4 separate regions of the Mus musculus genome follow, and regions 1, 2 and 3 are each linked to region 4. The links are chromatin contacts, called in public promoter capture Hi-C maps. All regions are on one chromosome and are shown on one strand. Each heading gives the region's core, a stretch centred on a gene start, on an enhancer-like site or on the middle of the called end of the contact. The rest is flanking DNA. Distances are from core to core; before and after follow the strand shown.

Evidence for each region. Promoter capture Hi-C pulls out the DNA fragments that hold promoters and counts their contacts.
Region 1: a promoter capture Hi-C map of neutrophils shows a contact between it and region 4, with 3 times the contacts expected there. The contact joins the promoter of Kdm5b here to the promoter of Chit1 in region 4. A contact is called at or near these places in 1 of 39 promoter capture datasets (neutrophils) and 1 of 115 datasets of contacts at active chromatin or transcription factors (microglia).
Region 2: a promoter capture Hi-C map of hippocampal neurons shows a contact between it and region 4, with 5 times the contacts expected there. The contact joins the promoter of Adipor1 here to the promoter of Chit1 in region 4. A contact is called at or near these places in 11 of 39 promoter capture datasets (the 3T3-L1 cell line, 3T3-L1-derived adipocytes, the C10 cell line and 5 more), 2 of 484 Hi-C or Micro-C datasets (cerebral cortex and embryonic stem cells), 5 of 115 datasets of contacts at active chromatin or transcription factors (bone marrow-derived macrophages, embryonic forebrain, embryonic stem cells and 2 more) and 2 of 9 other capture datasets (adipose tissue and pancreatic islet).
Region 3: a contact with region 4 is called in a promoter capture Hi-C map of hippocampal neurons, with 4 times the contacts expected there. The contact joins the promoter of Klhl12 here to the promoter of Chit1 in region 4. A contact is called at or near these places in 3 of 39 promoter capture datasets (the C10 cell line, erythroid cells and hippocampal neurons), 5 of 484 Hi-C or Micro-C datasets (cardiomyocytes, cerebellum, cerebral cortex and 2 more), 2 of 115 datasets of contacts at active chromatin or transcription factors (effector CD8 T cells and embryonic limb bud) and 2 of 9 other capture datasets (adipose tissue and pancreatic islet).

Annotation. Positions count from the first base shown.
Region 1 is chr1:134,558,815-134,561,514 of GRCm38.p6, forward strand. Kdm5b (lysine (K)-specific demethylase 5B) reads left to right here and starts at 1,364. Exons shown (of 27, transcript NM_152895.2): 1 at 1,364-1,728. The coding sequence starts at 1,525. It also overlaps a transcript of Mgat4e not described here.
Region 2 is chr1:134,414,096-134,416,795 of GRCm38.p6, forward strand. It overlaps Adipor1 (adiponectin receptor 1), which reads left to right and starts at 1,283. Exons shown (of 8, transcript NM_028320.4): 1 at 1,283-1,490.
Region 3 is chr1:134,454,131-134,456,830 of GRCm38.p6, forward strand. Klhl12 (kelch-like 12) reads left to right here and starts at 1,401. Exons shown (of 12, transcript NM_001311136.1): 1 at 1,401-1,535.
Region 4 is chr1:134,109,970-134,112,669 of GRCm38.p6, forward strand. Chit1 (chitinase 1 (chitotriosidase)) reads left to right here and starts at 1,273. Exons shown (of 12, transcript NM_001284525.1): 1 at 1,273-1,393.

The DNA.
Region 1 (2,700 bases), core at 114-2,613, 450 kb after region 4:
CTCTGTGTGATAGGATATATCTGTAATCCCAGCGTTTAAGAGGTAGAGGCAGGAGGATGATCAGGAGATCAGAGTCATCTTTGGCTATGTAGAGAGTTCCAGGCCAGCCTAGGTCACATTAGTCCTATTAAAATCTAAACCCAGAGGCTGAGTGATGGTCTATTCTGAAGGGAGGGCTGTGGAGCCACTGATCCTTCCTTATACAGTGGCAGGCAGTCTTTCCACGAGTTTGGTTGCTTTCTAGATTAAAGAAATCGCCGGGCGGTGGTGGCACACGCCTTTAATCCCAGCACTTGGGAGGCAGAGGCAGGTGGATCTCTGAGTTCGAGGCCAGCCTGGTCTACAAAGTGAGTTCCAGGACAGCCAAGACTATACAGAGAAACCCTGTCTCGAAAAAACAAAACAAAAAAAAAAAAAAAGAAATTATGTTTGTGTTCAAGTTCTACTTATGACCTGACTTTTTCTGGGGCCATCCCCCATCTTTGGATTTCATGGTTACTTAACCTCTCAGCTCTTCCATTGCTTCCTCTGAAACACTCTGATCTCTTTCTTTCCTTCAGACCTGTTGTACCTTTTAGCCTGTTGAAAATCTTTGTAGCAGAGACATCTCAGGCTCAGCCTGTTCAGGGGTGAATACATCTTCCCTAGAACATGCTCATGGATGCTTGTCCCAGGGATGCCATCTGTCAGACCCTTAGTACGCTATTCTTCTGGTCCCGTCCTAGTCTAACTTTTATTTCCTACAATTTCACTTTAACCTATAGCGCTGCTGAATTTATTTAGGCCCCATCATTCCTTGATTGGATTATTTCAAGATGCTTTTGCTCAAGTCCAACCTTGTATATGTGTAGATTTCTGTGCAACAACCCTACTTTCCAGTAAATAGACTGAACTGTTGGATTTGGTCAAATGCTTAATCCCCTCACAGACTAAACAATCCCGAAAAGCACTTGCACTTTACACAGTGTCTAGGATAAGCAAGTGCTCGAAGAGTTATTGCTCTCCTCATTACTCTATGTGTCTGTCCTTGCTGCTCCTTGTGTTCAAGGTGTTTTCTCTACCTGGAGAATCCTCCAATTTCAGTACTCTGCTTCTCGGGTTTTACTAAGCAAATCTTTCGTGCCAAAATATATGACGTGATTGATGGATTGTAACTCTGTTCTCCCTACTAGACTGTTAACTTCTTGAGAGGAAGAATTCTGAAACTTCAGAGGTTAACTGAAGCATTAAGGATAAACATCCCAGGCGGAAGGCCCCTGCCCCTCCCGGCTAGGGGGCGGGGCGAGACCTGGCTCGGGGTGGCAGCAGGGACTTTTTTCCTCGCCGTGGCGGCGGAGGAGCACTGCGTGGGGTAGCGGCAAGACGTCGTCGGAGGAAGGCTGAAAAAGCCCTAGGTGTTGCCGTTGCTAGTAGAAGTCGGACCTGTCGCCCGAGCTGTGCGTCTGCACGGGTTTCGGACGGAGCGGAGCTCGCTGCCGCGGTTGCGGAGCCTGCCCTGTGCTCGCCCCTGCCCAGGTCGCGGTGATGGAGCCGGCCACCACGCTGCCCCCAGGCCCGCGCCCGGCGCTGCCCCTCGGGGGCCCGGGCCCGCTGGGAGAGTTCCTGCCTCCCCCCGAGTGTCCGGTCTTCGAGCCGAGCTGGGAAGAGTTCGCGGACCCCTTCGCTTTCATCCACAAGATCCGGCCCATAGCCGAGCAGACTGGGATCTGTAAGGTGCGGCCGCCGCCGGTGAGTCAGCCAGCACCCCGGATCCTGCTCGCGGCTGGGGGAGGGAGCGAGGACGCGCGGCCCGGGAGGCCGGAGGCGCGGGGGCGGGGAGCGGTCGTCCCGCGGGCCCGGTCAAGTTTGGGGTGGCTCCGAGGGTCGGAGATGCGGCGGTGGGAGGAAGGCGCGGGGGCCCCCGTCCCGGGTGGGATGTGGGCCGTGAGGACCGCGGGCTCCGGCGGGGCGGCCGGAGGGGGCTAGGTCGGTGCGGCTCCGGGGGCTGGTGCGCTGCACCGCCCGGCAGCGGTGCGGGCTGGAGTGGTTGGCAGCCGCCGGGGTGGTCGCTGGGGAGTCCTCCCGAGCCCGGCTGAGACGCGGGCGCGGAGGCAGGGCTCTGGGCCCGCACGGCTCCGTGGCTGGTCCTCGCCTCCTTCTCGGGGTGCGGGGGTGTGTGATGGGTGGGGGTGGGGGACTTGCGAGTTGTCGTGTGAGGAGGAAAGTTTTCAATATGGCGGCGGGAGCCCCTGGTCCTTTGTGTGGTGGCGGCGTCGGCCCGAAGCTGCCCTCACCTGAGCGCCCCACCCTCCGGACCCGGGTCCCCCACCACCACCTGGTCCCTCGGCCTCTGGGAGTCCCCAGGGCGAGCTGGGCCAGGGGGCGGCCGGCGCTACTGGGGGAGGGGAGGAGCCGCTGGGCCGGTCTGGAGCGGCTGGTTGAGTGGTGGTGGGGGTGCAAGGGTCGGGGTGGGGGGACGACACTTTGAGGATGGTGGGGGCAGGCCAAGCGGCGGGGGCCCTGATGCTCGCAGGTCCTGGCGGACGCTCCCACACGGACTTGGGGCCGGACTGCTTTGCTCCCGGCGCGGGGGGGGGGGGGAGGCCTGGCTGGGGCTGAGGTGGAGAGGCTGTGCTTGTAGGGGAGATGTCAGACGAGCTCTTGGAGATTTCATCCTGGTCCCTAGCTTTCCCTACTCGGCCTTCCCGGCGGGGGCTCTAG
Region 2 (2,700 bases), core at 33-2,532, 300 kb after region 4:
AGAAGAGGGCATTAGATCCAATTAAGATGGTTATGAGCCACCATGTGGGTGGCTGGGAATTGAACTCTGGACCTCTGGAAGAACAGTGGGTGTTCTTAACTGCTGAGCCATCTCTCCAGCCCCAGGTAATATATTAACAATAGCTAGTTGTTATGAAACTCTATCCATTTGCCAGGCATCATGCAGACACTGCCTTAGTCCTGACAGACCTGAAAGTAGCACCTGAAATGTCCTTAGTCCTGACAGACCTGAAAGTAGCATCATTTCCCTTCGTTTTCAAGGTTAAGTAGTGATTTGGAAGGACTCAGTAATGTGTAAAGATCGGCTGGCTTGGGAAGGAAACTGGATCTACAAGAACCCAGAGTCTATGCTTTTAACCAGAACAAAGTTGACTTCACTCTCCTGGGGCATCCATCTAGCATTTGGTCACCTTTTCTTGCATTTAGAGCAGTAACAGCTGTGCATCGTTTTTTGGAGTATAAGAAAATGAACACTCCCAAAATACTATATTGTGTGGTTCAGTTCCGGCAGAGAAGCACACTATATTGTCTTCTAAGATGTGCCCTCTGGGTCACATGGGAACATGGACTGGCACAGAAAATTGTCAAGCTAGGCTTGTTTGAAATAACTTCTCCCTTTCTGATAAATAACAGGAACCAAAAGTTAAATCAGTTGAGTGAATAGATTCATGGTAGTCGTTCCATACATAGCATACCAGAAGAAGAGAGGGAGGGATTTGGAAAATGGATATAGAAATAGTTTCGGAGCTGTATGGTAGCCCACATTTGAAATCCTAGCATTTGAAAGGCTGAGATAGGATGGCCTCGAGTACAAGGCTCACCTGGGTTGCACAATTAAACCCTTTCTCAAACAAAAATAAAAGTGTGGGTTGGCGTTGTTTAATCCTGCCACTAGGGAGGCGAATCTACAGGGCGAATTCGGGACAGCCAGGGCTACACGGAGAATCCGTGTCTTGGAAAAAGGGGGGAAAAAGTGTTTCTGTACTAGAGATATAGTGGCTTGCCTAGAGGTACAATTCCCAGTACTAAGAGAAGGAAAAAAAAAGTGTTTCGGAGCTGAAAAGCGAGGCCGTGGGGTGGGAAACTAAGATTGCCTTCCCAGCTCCCTACTCCCAGCTCCCTACTCCCCTACACGCGCCCGTCGTAGGCCGGGAGAAGAGGCTTTTGCAGTCCGCCAGTGTAGGGCCAAGCTGGGACAGCCAGAGCCAGCGATTGGTCAGATCAGGGGCGGGGCGGGGCGAGCCTGAGCGCGCCCTGATGATTGGCACGCGCAGGAATGCCTGGATCGGAGCGGGTGAGGTAGCGCCGGGAAGGTGACGCGGCTGCGGAGGTGACGCCGTGCGGTCGCGCGGCCCTTCCGGCGCGGGCAGGGCGCTGAGGATCGGGCGCCCCTCGGCCGCAGGCCGCCTCCAGTGCCGCGGGATGTAGCGCCCGGGCCCGCGGCCCCCAGCAGAGGCAGCCAGCCAGGCCGTAAGTGTCCCGGGGGTGGGCGGGGCGCGGGCCCTGCAGGCTCTGGAGGGGACAGCACGGGAGTGGCCCGCCCCTGGATCGTCGCTCACCGCCCGGCCCTCCGAAAGGTCCTCCGTAAACATTTCCGGCCCCTCCCACCGCGCACCGCCTCCGTTCGGGGGGCTGCTCGCCGCCGTCGGGGCCCGGCAGTCCGCGAGTGCTGTCTCCGCAGCCGCGCGGTAGACGGCCGCGTTCCAGCCCTGCTGGCGACCCCCGGAGTTGAGCCTGCGAGTTGGGTGCGGGAACACCGGCCCTGGGTGGCCGGGAACCCTAAGGCCACCACCGCGATCCGCAGGTCAAACGTGACGGGGCTCCCTCCTGGATAGGGTCGGTCGGGAAGTTGATGGAGACTCGACAGGCCTAAGGTACTACTCAACTAGAATGTAAACAAGATGCCGAAGTGTTGGGAAGGGCCAGATTTCATCTCAGAAATCTAGGGTTGATGGATGCTGGTTTGTTTGAGAATTTGAGTCTCGCACTTGCTTTTAAGAAAATAAAGTGGCTCGCCGTCAGTTTCTGGCGGTTCGTAGTTGAAGAAGCTGGACAAATTTCAGTTTACATAGTTTCAGATGTCAGCGGAGCACTAAGAGACCATGGGATCTTCTATAATAATAATCTGATTATTTCCCTCGGGTCTTTAGCAGACAGACCAGAAAACCCAGCAGTTAAGTTGTGTGGTAAATCAAACGAAGATGGCAATAGGTGGTTCTTTGCAGAACCAAAGCCATGTTGGGATGTGCTCACTGCTTTTTTTTTTTTTCCTTTTGATAATGCAGGGCAGGCTGTGATGGTGCAGTCGCAGTTCCTGAGAGTTTATAGCATCAGTCCACTGCCAGGAACTCAGTCAGATAGGATGGCGCTAAGTGGATTGCAATGTCAGGGTTCCCGGCCTGCAGCCACTGCATTTCTTTATTACAGAAGTAGTTTTTGTGTCCATTTTTTGTGAAAGGTCTTTGAGAAGTCAGTCTTCAAAAGCTGGTGTTATTAGTGAAGTATTAGACATTGGTGTGGGCCTTCAAACACTGCACCTACTCCCGCAGGGTAATCTCCGCTGGGGTGTTCACAGTAGCCCAGAAACGACAAGATTTTTGAGAAAGAAGTAAATGAGTGGCTTTACCCGTGTGAAAGATAAATTAAGGAAGCAGCCTTAATTTCATAGCCTCTGCGCCTC
Region 3 (2,700 bases), core at 151-2,650, 340 kb after region 4:
CTTAAAAGATGTACTCATATACATAAAATAAATAAAATCTTAAAAACAAAAACAAAGAAACTCTCAACCCTCTGACCTTCACCTGTCTTGGGCCTTTCACATGCCAGCCACATTTTCAGCTTTAGTTGTTATTGTTTTCTCCCCTTGAATTTGTTCTCTCCTGCTTTAGTCTCCCAAGTGTGGGTATGCACGTGTAATGTCTAGCTCTCACAGAAATTCTTAAAGAATTTGTGTGTTTTTCTGCTCATCAGGAAAGCATTTGCCTAGATGAAAGAAAAAGGGCAAAGATGTTACTAGGGGAAATGCATATATAAAAGCAGAAGTAGCCAGAGAAGACCAGGAGAACCAGTAGATATGTTTTGTAATTTTAAGATTTTATGTGCATAAATGGTTTGCCTACATGTATACATGAGCACCATGTATGTGCCTGGTGCCCAAGATCGTTAGCTTCTGTTCTAGCTACCTTAAGTTCATCTGCTGTAGTAGTTCTGGGTCCAGATTTGGTGGGGAAGCATTCCTGCCCTGAAGTCTGATGACTACACTACAAAACCTAGACAAAATAGATCTACATTGATCATTTTAACAACTATTTCCAGAGTGCCCTCAACATTTTCTATCAATTCTGCACTCTGTCCACCATATTTAAATGTCAGGAACAGTTTGGGATCAAGAAGCTATGACACGAAGAAAACACTATGTAAAACGAAGACGCTGCCCTCTTGACTACACTTTACTATCCCTAAGAACCAAACGCCGTGCAAAGGAAAACTGGATAATCCAATTAGTCATTCATCTATACTGGAACAAGAAACATCTTTCCCTTCTCAGCCAAAGGCAAAAAGTCAAAATCAACGAAAAGCAAACGTCCTAAGAACCGCAGCACTAATGAACGACCATGGTGAGTCAGAGGAGAGGAGATGGCTGTGGCGTCTTCTTTGAGAAGGGTCTTTGCAGTTTCCCCTACTGCGACCCATTTCTGGTGGCTCAGTCAATCCACAAGTTCCTTTTCCTTGGAGTGAAGGAAGCAATCGCCTCATGGTGACAGGCACATTTAGGACCCTGTGGTTATCCGGGATGGGAAAGTCCTCCCTATGGTGAAGCGGAGCCTGATTCTTCAGAAACCGACCTAGAGAACTCTGAAACCCCGTGGGTCTCCCGAGTGTGGCAGGAACGCAGCCTAGCGCCTGCCATACCGCGTGGGGACCGCCAGTCTTGGGTCCTTCTGGCCTCCAGCGCACTGTCACACGCGGCACTCCCCACCCACCCGTCTACCCACTCTCAGGTCTCTTTTTCTGAGCTCTCAGGTAAGCAGGACTTCTTGGCTCGGCCTCCTAAGGTGACGTAACCCAGGAGAGGCCCGCCCCTCCCGTGGCGTGACGTCATCATGCCGCGCGGTCGCCGTACTCCGAGACTGGAGTTTACCACGGAGACTGCTCCGCAGCGGCTGGTCCGGGCGGCAGCGGCGGCGCTCCGGCTGCTCAGCCGCCTGGGAGCCCGGCGCCTAGCACCTCGGCTCGGACGGCCCAGGAGCCCTGGTGAGTGAGCGCGGCCCTGACACACGGCCTTTCCCTCTGCCCTCAGCCGGGGGCGCGGCCTTCCCCCAACCCGGGTACCCCCCCCAGCCCGGGTCGGTAGGAGATGAGCTGGGGCGCTGCAGGCATAGCGCTGCCTTCTCGGCTTCTCCGGAGCAGCTGCCGCCTGCCCCGGGAGAAGGTTTAACCTGGGAGGAAAGAATTCAGCTGAGAAACAGTAAGGGGACGTTTATTTAGTAAAGCTACACACTCCAAAGATTGGAGTGGGCTTCCTCCGAAGGTAGGCAGTAGCGCATTGGGGTTTTAAAGAAGTTTCTTAAGAATATTAGTGAGGTGTAAGGTATATTCATGCATGAAGGTAAGATAATTCCCTTTCCCTCCCAAATTATAGTGGTCTTCACCTCCTCTTGTAAGGCATTTATCCCCAGCAATCTTGAAAAAAAAAAAAAAAAGCAAGGTATGGGGTGGGAGATTTGGAAACTCCAACACATTGTAATGAAGCCAGTGCCTTTTGAGAATGCAGACCCTTTAACGCGGTTTTGGCAATTTGTTAAGTATCGTTTGCCTTGGTGGAACATCCCAAATACAGTTTTACAGATTTTGACCATGGGAACCTTAGTGTAGTCCCTGCTTAACCGGGAGACACAGCTACCAAGATACTGTTGCAGCTTCCATGATTACCGCATATCTAACTCCTTGCCTACCTAGGTCTCCCTAATACTTGATGGTAAGCTTGGTGTTCTTAGGGGAGAACTCCTTTCTCTCTCTCTCTCTCTCTCTCTCTCTCTCTCTCTCTCTCTCTCTCTCTCTCTCTCTCTCATTGCCTTTTTTCTTCCTTCTAGAATGATTTAGAATGGAACCCCTCTATTTACATATTAGCTGTTCTAGAATGTGTAGTTTTTGAATGGTGAATATATGGTCAGGCTTTGTGCTAGGAGGAAAGTTGCAGCCCTGAGGTTACTGTCATTTATGAAACAAATCTTAAAGTTTAATCACAGGCTGGGCCTTGTGCTAGAACACTAGGAAATCTTCATAATCTTCAGCTCCTGAGAATTCAGCAAATCCCCAGTTTCTTGCATCTCATAGTTTGAAACTATGTTAGCTTAAGCAAACCTTTTAAAAACAAAAAGCATTTACTTTAGCAAGTTGTCTCAGTTTTTGGTTAAAT
Region 4 (2,700 bases), core at 23-2,522:
GGGGCTGGGGGTGAGTGAGGGTGGGTGGGTGGGTGGAGGTGGGTGTTGTGTATGTATGTTCCAGACTCCACTACGTACTGTACGTACTGTGCTTCTGAGGCTCCAGTTAACAGTCTTCTCATGGTAAGATACATACATCTTCCAGTATTCCCCACCACACACACACACACACACACACACACACACACACACACACACAAAACCCTGGAGGACTACATTTCCCAGACTTCCATCCACTTAGGTATGGTCATGTGACTGGGTTTGTCCAATTAGCAGCAAATGAATGTATCAGGGCAGTTTCTTCTTTTTAGTTTGTTTCTTTGAGATTCACCACCCCCCACACACACGGTTGGCCATATGACTATGAAGTCAAGGACAAGTCTAAAACTACCTAGCTGCTCTGTGTGTGTGTGTGTGTGTGTGTGTGTGTGTGTGTGTGTGTGTGTGTGTTGGGGATTTGAGTCTGAGGGTTCTTATGCCCACACTCCCCTACCATAGTATGTGGGTTTGAGTCCCTCTGTGTTCCTCTGTACCTTCATCAGCTATTGCATGAGAAACATTACAGCCATCTCTGCTTAAGGATGGAAATCATTGTGCCATTGGGTGCTTCTCCTATTGAGCAAACAATAGTGTGTGCCTACTCACGCCTAGATGATGTCAGTCAGCTGCCCTGCCTGTCAGCTACCCTGCCTGGCCTCTTGCTGTAGTCAAGAGATATGGTAACCGTGAGCTGGATGGGGTGGCATACTCAGGACGTAGCAACATATGGCTTGTAGCAAGCTTTAAAAAAAAAATAGCAGCAGTTAGGGGCTGGAGAGTTAGCTCAGTGGTTACGGGCAATGTTTGTTCTTCCAGAGGATCTGGGTTCAATTCCCAGCGCCCACATGTCAGCTCACAATTGTCTGTAACTCCAGTTCCAGAGGATCTGACATCTTCAGACAGGCAGGCAGACCAAAAAACCAATGCTCACAAAATAAAAATAAATAAATTGGAAAAAAAAAAAAAGCTGGGTGGTGGTGGTGACACAGGCTTTTCTTTAATCCCAGCACTCAGGAAGCAGAGGTAGGCAGATCTCTGTGAGTTCAGGTCTTCAGCTAGAGTTTGAGAATAACCAAGGTTACACAGAGAACCCTTGTCTCATAAAAACAAAGCCAAACTGTGGTAGTGTGGATTGGCCCAGGGAGTGGCATTACTAGAAGGTGTGACCTTGTAGGAAGAAGTGAGTCACTGTAGTGGTGGCCTTTAAGATCCCCCTAGAGGCCGGAGGATGTCAGTTTCTCCTGACTGCAGTTGGAACAAGTTGTAGAGCTCTCGGCTCCTTCTCCAGCACCAAGTCGGCCTAGACAGTGCCATGCTTCTCACCATGATGATGATGGATTAAACCGCTGAAACTGTAAGCCAACCCCAACTAAATGCTTGCTTTTATAAGAGTTGCCTTGTCTCTTCATAGCAGTGGAAACCCTAACTAAGACAGAAGTTGGTACCAGAGACTGGGGTATTGCTATGATAGGCCTGACCATGCTTTTGTTTGGAGGGTGATATGAATGGTGCAGACCTTGCTCAAGGGGTTTCAGAGGAGAGGAATTTTAGTATGTTGCTTGGAGAACATTCTTATGAAGTTATGCTGAAGAACGTGGCTGCTTTTTGCCCTTGTCTGAAGAGTCTGCTTGAAGCTAAGGCGAAGGCAAAGAAAGAGAATCAGATTAATTGCATTGACAGAAGAAGTCTCAGAAAAGCCCAGCATAGACTTTGTCCTCTGGTTCGCTCCCATGAAGAGTGTTTTGATCAAGTGTAGCAAGCTTAGAAAGGAAAAATACAAAATGGGCATCGGGAAGTGCGATGTAGGTAAATCCTGTGTTTGAGGAGATAAACAGATTAAGGGAGTGGTGATTTTCAGCAAGCTACGCTTATTGCTTGTGTGTTTGCAGTTGAACAACAGATAGTTAACCTTGTTGAGACTGCTATTGACTATGGGGACTTTTGAAGTTGGACTAAATATATTTTGCATTCTGTTAATCTGGGTATGGCCTCCATAGACTCATATGTTTGAACAAGTTTATGGGGCTAGGGGGTAGAATGTGGTGGTTTGGATATGCTTGGTGCAAGGAATGGCACTCTTAGGAGAGGTAGAGGAAGTGTGTCACTGTGGGGGGTGAACTTTGAGACTCTCCCCCAAGTGACCTGAGGATGCCTTTCTTGACTGCAGTTGGAACAAGATGTAGAACTCTCAGGCCCTTCTCCATCACTATGTCTGCCCACATGCTGCCATGCTTCCTACCATGATGATAATGGATTAAACCTCTAAAACTGTAAGCCAGCCCCAGTTAAATGTTTGCCTTTATAAGAGTTGCCTTGGTCATGGTGTCTCCTCACAGCAACGGAAACCCCAACTAAGACACAAACAAACAAACTAGTAGACCTGTGCCCTAAAATGACAATTAAAATAAATCATAACCGATGTGGCCAGAGCTTTCACTTGTCCACCTAATAGACAATGCCCAGACAGCTATCATCACAGAGTCTCAGGGGGCTGGTGGGTTTAGAATTGAGTGTCACATGCAGGAATCAAGGACTTTACTGTGCTGGTTGAGGCAGGGAACCACACCATGGAAAAGAAGCCATGGGTACACAGTAGCTCTAGAAAGAGGTCATTCTCTGGGGCTTCCCTCCTGCCCACAAGCAGCACAGCCAAGCCCTCCA